2 separate regions of the Mus musculus genome follow, and region 2 is linked to region 1. The links are chromatin contacts, called in public HiChIP or PLAC-seq maps. All regions are on one chromosome and are shown on one strand. The core of a region is the stretch at or near the end of the contact, and the rest is flanking DNA. Distances in the headings are between cores, read along the strand shown.

Region 1 (3,145 bases), core at 306-2,805:
GAAGGAATGCCAATATGACAGCCCAACTCCCTGCAGAGATAGCAAAAGTGTTTTCTCAAGCTGTAGCTGAAAACCATTTTGTCTAATTTTCACAAAGAACATGATAGTTTTGTTTCCCTGACAACACTCTTGAGTGTGCCTGGCCTCTATCCTTTTTCCTCTGGTCTACACCCAAGCAACAGCCCAAGCCCACAAATCTTCGCATCTAATGGGAAGTCACAAAGAAAGATGGACAGATGTCCCTCTGACTATCAGGCATGTTTTTATTCAAGATTATGAAGATAATAATGACTATATATAACTTAATATTTAGATTTTCAATTTCTTTATCATAGAAAATGTATGACTACCCCTTTCCACAAGAACAGAAAAAAAGATATTTTGTGAATATAGAGAATTTTTGCTGTTGTTTTCAAAATTGTTGTATTATATACATATATACTACATGTGTATAAAAACACACATAGAAATGGACTGGGAGCCAAGCATATAAATTCAGAAGTTGTCTGAGAATAGTAGGTACTTCTAGAGAAGTTTGGTTAAATCTATAATAATGTCTTTTTAAAACCTAGTGAAAGTATGTTTACTTAATATTATGATACATATTCCATCTTATTCTTTTATTGTTTATAGACTTTAAGGTCTCAAAATTAAAACAAAAAAGAGAAGACTACTAGCTAATCACAACCCCTCCATGCATTCCACTTTTGAAAGAAAGAATTGCAATTGGATAGAACACTCATCCTTGGTGTCTAAATAGCACTTTATATAAGAGAAATTTTCACTGGGCATTAATCAATTCAAAATCACAATTTTAATGACACTAGTAACCCTACTTTTAAATAAATACATTAATGTTCAAATCCACAAGTAAGTGCCCCATTTATCTGATTGACTAGAAGTAAGAAATGTCTTTATACATGCTTAAAACCCTTCATGTGCTCTTAAAGGCAAATGAAGGAGCGGGAATAAATATATTAGGGCTATATGTCTGTTTTTTATGGAAATGAAGAAATGTCCCCCCAAAATAACCCAGATATTTGAGTATATAGCAAAACACAGAAACTGTCAAGGACTGTAAAGGGTGAAACAAGGATATTCACTTAAGAAATTATAAATAGCATTATCATATATGTGTGCACCACACACCAGCTAGTAACTATTCAGAAATTCTGTGGCTCTGTATTGTTTCTAAGACCTTTAAAAAAACACATCATAAAATTATTGATGACTGTTTATTTGAGGCCCATGAATCATATCCTGAATATATTATATAATTATGAATCAGTCGGGGTTTTAAGACTTATTCATAATTCCATTTCCTTTTTAAAAATGAGTTGCCGCTTCTGCTTTGAGACTGAATTTGGCCTATCTCTTGAGGTTAACACCAGGCACATCTGTTGATGTCCCCAAACACGATGACAGCAACAATAGTAGGCTTATAAAATGAAAGCTGGAGAGGGAAACTTTTCCAAACACAGCAGGGAAAATAGCCTGAGATAAGTAGCAGATGCTCCAGAGGGAAGAAGGCATCTGCAAGCAGTTAGTGGGATGGAGAGCGCTGAAGGAGTTTTCCCTTTGCCAGATGCCTGAAATAGAGACAGATGAGCAATTCCTCTGAACTTCAGCAACAACGCCAGCTGAAAAAGCAGACCCCTTCTGCCAAGGGTCACTTGTTGAAACTGTTGACTGTAAATCAGAACTCCCCTTTAGGACTGATGGTACCCAGAAAATGTGTTCAAAATGTTTATCTGTTCACCTTACCTTTGGCACAAAGACCATCATCTGTAGTTGCTGAAGTCTGGGAGACTGAGCACAAATTGTTTACATGTTTTGAACAAAGTTACCTTTCTTAGACTCCCACATAACAGTGTCTCTTACCTTTATGCCATAAGTAAAGAATATTTCCAAGTAAAATAACCTACATTGCAAATGCATTAGCACAGAGTGCAGTATATTTAGGTCTGGCAAGACTAATGAAAAAGTCTTTTATACCTTTTCCTCTCTAATATAATTATTGATGCATCACCCTTTATTTTCTGACAGGTTTTTCTCTGTGTCAAATTAACTACCAGGGTTTATTTTCCTCCTATATTTCAAATCATGAGTCCTTTTTTTTTTTTTTTTTTTTTTTTTTTAGTACTCACTACTAGGGTGTCTTAAACATTAAAAATAATCTGGCTCTGCATTTTACAGCTCAGAATCTTCCGGCTCTGTATCTTAGGGTCTCCTCATGCCTGTGTGTACCTTACCAACCAATCAAGGGCACCTGTGGCCTCCATTCTACCTTATGCTATAACACATTTTTTCTTCTTTTCAATGTCTACTTAGAGGGAGTGGGAACCTCTCTGCTAGACCAGAGTTTCCCACAATGCATAGTGTAGTCTAATAACCCCTGTGTACTGTTAGAAATGCATATTTTTTCTTATTTGTATAGTTCACCTTCTGATGTGGATACTCTGAATTTACGATCCATTAATTTGTGTTTTGCTAATGTGAAGAGCATTGATTGTATCAGTCCGCATTTTTTAGAAATGCTCATCTAGATGACAGTGCGAGTATTCTCTCTAACAAATCTGTATATCATCTCTCTCAGAACCTTCTATGAAGAACTCACAGGGAGTTGCCCAATTGAGAAAGCCTAGGCATTTTTATATGTACTTTTAACGTCTTTATGGTGACCCCCAATATATAAAATAGATCCACTTAAATTTAAATCTGGTGTCAATTTTTCAAATAAATTAGTGAATTAATTGCATAAGTAAACCACCCTGGGTCAGAAACAGATCAGCTAAGTGGCAGACCCAAAGCTTCTTTAAAATGGCAGTCCCTTGATTTGTCTACAAAGCAGTGGTTCTCAACCTGTGAGTCACAGCCCTGTTGTGGTCATATATCAGATACCCTGAATATCAGATATTTTTATATTACAATTCATAACAGTAGGAGAATCATAGTTATGTAGTTGCAATGAAATAATTTTATGTTGGGGGGGGTCACTACAACATGAGGAACTGTATTAAAGGGTCACAGTGTTAGAAAGAAAGGCTGAGAACCATTGGTCTTGAGCAAAGATAGAGCAAGAGAAGCCAATTGATAAAATAACCAACAGTCTGGTTTTGAAAGTAGAATAAGAACTTTCTTCAAG
Region 2 (3,145 bases), core at 254-2,753, 290 kb before region 1:
ATTCTGAACAAGCATGATACCTTCATTTGTGAAGCAATTGTTCATGACCAAATTTTTGACCAGACACTGGGACTGCTGACATAATTGAAACACAGCTGACATGTCTCAAGAGTGTGATGTGCTGATCCAGGACACTCCACACTGCTTTCTTTCACCCAGATATTTAGATAATAGTCCATGAGGTGCCTTTCTCAACACAAGACTTGAGAGCTTCATTTCCTCGGTATAGCTCTCACATTCAAGCTGTCTGGAGCATAAGCTCTGCATGTGAGATCTGTGTTATGGCAAAAGAAGATGCAGGGAGTCAGTTATTCTGAAAGGTCAAGAATGATGAATTACCTCTTTCTAGAATTTTTTTCAAACCATGACTTCCTACCTATATTTTGGTCTACAGAGTCAAGTCCTCCATACATGAGACCTAAGAAGTTCTGATTCAAGTGACAGTCTATACCTATCAGGTTATCCTTGTAAATATTTAGGTTTGACAAAAACCAACTGAGATTGATTCAATTTGTATGCAGTTTTGTTTTTTTGGTTTGTTCTATATTTGGATGTGGATGGAATGCAGGGTTTCCTCATATATGCTTCATAAGCATTCTAATATTAAGTTATATCCCATGTTCTTATATTTATATCTTACTCTATATAGGAATTAAATGCATACTATTGTATATATATTTTTTATATAGTCACAAGTCCCTACTATGTACAATACATTATGAAAAGATTTCTTCTATCAACATATTGTCAGAGATATTGATGGAAGGTATATTCATACAGACACAAATGTGTTACTGCATATACATGTATAATAATATCACACATCTTACAGGTTCAGTTTACTCAGAGGGCACCAGCAACATTCTCCATATACTTGAAAACCTTTATTTCATTAAAAGAATCTGCCATTGGATCCTATTAACATACTCCAATAGAAACCATATCTAATAAATATATGTCTACTTCTTATTGAATCTTTATAGTCCTTGTGGCTTCCAAAATCTGAAAGATTTAGATTTTTTAAAAAGACACTGCAGATATGGTACTAGTTCCTCGGATCCCCCCGGTTCTTTGCTCTCTTCTTCTTCCACCTGCCTCTCCAACCTCCATACTAGCTTGATCCAGACAGCCAGAGCCTATACTTTGTGTTGTACGCACTCTAAGCCTTGAGCTCTGTTCACCTCTGTTACAGAAGTGTCTGTGATTTGAACCATCAGCATGGTCATTTGTGGGGTGTGTGTGTGTGTGTGTGTGTGTGTGTGTGTGTAAAAGTGTGTGTAAAGGTGTGCACTGAAGGTAGCCTCACATTATCACAAGTCTCTCAATAGTAATTTAAAAAGAACCAGTGTCTTCTGCTTGCGAGTAGCTATCTTTCTGTCTCATTGTGGATCTCTGTCTTCTGATGTAGTCAGTTTTTATATAATATAGACACTCAGACTCCCAGAGTGTAGGATGTTTGTAACACATTTTCTATGAGTCACTGTGCACAGGGAGGTTTTCTAATGAGTAACACAGTCATGTCATTCTGAGTTCACTTCAGCTCACATCCACAGTGACCTTGCAAAAAGTCTCATTTGGAGTGTTTTGTTTTGGTTAGGATCTTGTGTTTTCTGTGCTTTATTTTTTTATCATTCAAGTGAGAATAAAAGTTCTTATTTTATAACTATATGGCTCCTTCTGGGAAATCTGCCTTCTCTGCATCAGACTTTACACCCCATTTGTTTTACTTAGTCATCCTATTTTCCCTGTGTCTGTATTTATCTGAATAAGTAAGTCATCTTTCCTCAGGGCTGCAAGACTTTTCACTCAAATCTCTAAAGACTGATTATACTATCCCGAAGTGAGCACAAGCATTGGCCAGCATTTATAACTCCCTGGCAACGCAAAACAGATGGCTAAGGAAATCAGATGCATTATCTCATAGACTTAGCTAATCTCAAAATTATGAGTCCTTTTGGATGTGTGAGCTGAATATGGAGGCAGCTGTAGAGTGACACATTAAAGCTGATACGATTGCTTTTTGCTTCATCCTCCAACGACCCATAAATCTTGAGCTGAGCTTCACAGGAAGTAGGGGTCATTGGGTCGTTAGGAAGATGGGCTATAGCTTGTGTTTACTTTTCAAAGGAATGTAAAACATAGGAGCTACTCAACCATTTCTACATAGTCACCATTTTCCAAATGAAAATTATGTAGAAAAACTAAGTTTTTAAAAACACTGATTTTAAGATTAAACTCATGAGGAAATATTGTAAGTAAAATTAATCAAACAGAAAACTGTATTTTCAAATGATCTACAAGTATTATCAGCTCATTAAAAGAAAATCCTCAGTGTTTTCATGATTCAACATATTATTAGTATCATTGTTAAAACTTCATGGGGTTCATAACTCTTAGCATACTCTGAGAAGAATGCTGTAACAAGAGAGTTCCAAGGTAGTGAATTCTGCATCTATAGTAACATAAATTACATAAGGCAGACTCCTGCAAACAAAACCAAATTTAAGTCTGGTTATTCTTTTTCCAGTTATTTAATGCATGCACAGATATATATTAATAACTTCTCCAATATAGCAAGAATCTAAATTATAATTTCCAAGAATAAACTATTTAACAACAGTTTTTATCTACAAACTGTGTGGCAAAGCATGCATGTTGTTTTCATTATTTATTATAGTTAATGTATGAAAGTGAGCTTAAATAGGGATTGAATTATTCTTTCTTTACTTTGAGTATGTGAACAATTTTTCTCATGGTAAAGAAAAGTTTCTGGAAAAGAAGTTATATATATGTCAACTACTGGATAAAAGTTGGAGAAAAGTCACACATAAGACAGCTTAGAGTCTGCTGTGGTACAGACTCAAGAGAAAGTCAACCTTCTGTCACAGGACATCTGGGGACAGAGTGTGCAAGGGTGAGCACTGAGACTTTCTGAAAAATCATTTAATTTTTGAACTTGGCTAGATAGAGTCCTTTCATGATTCTATAGCAATATGGGTGAGAAAAGAGATGATGGGCAGGTCTGTGCTGCCCCATTGCTTGGTCTTTCAAATTTTTCTAGAGAGCACTGAGCACAGATCACTCATCGATGATTTACATACTGAATGATGATCTCTCAATAATAATTTGATAATACTGAAGACTG

The links. HiChIP or PLAC-seq counts read pairs in DNA pulled down with a chosen protein or histone mark.
Region 2: an H3K27ac HiChIP or PLAC-seq map of the NIH/3T3 cell line shows a contact between it and region 1, with 7 times the contacts expected there. The contact joins two enhancer-like sites. A contact is called at or near these places in 7 of 484 Hi-C or Micro-C datasets (embryonic fibroblasts, muscle stem cells and uterus) and 2 of 115 datasets of contacts at active chromatin or transcription factors (the NIH/3T3 cell line and fibro-adipogenic progenitors).

The regions. Positions count from the first base shown.
Region 1 is chr17:16,053,116-16,056,260 of GRCm38.p6, reverse strand. No RefSeq gene overlaps it. Among named protein-coding and RNA genes, the nearest start is that of Gm41533, 150 kb to the right of the region's middle. Within about 2 kb of position 1,555, at least 33 of the 459 cell types and tissues checked have an H3K27ac peak or open chromatin away from gene starts, as enhancers often do. A contact at or near this core is called in the NIH/3T3 cell line, fibro-adipogenic progenitors, muscle stem cells and 1 more, where this site is marked.
Region 2 is chr17:16,338,694-16,341,838 of GRCm38.p6, reverse strand. All of the region lies in intron 2 of Gm41534 (a long non-coding RNA gene), which reads right to left. Among named protein-coding and RNA genes, the nearest start is that of Gm41534, 100 kb to the right of the region's middle. Within about 2 kb of position 1,503, at least 51 of the 459 cell types and tissues checked have an H3K27ac peak or open chromatin away from gene starts, as enhancers often do. A contact at or near this core is called in the NIH/3T3 cell line, fibro-adipogenic progenitors, muscle stem cells and 1 more, where this site is marked.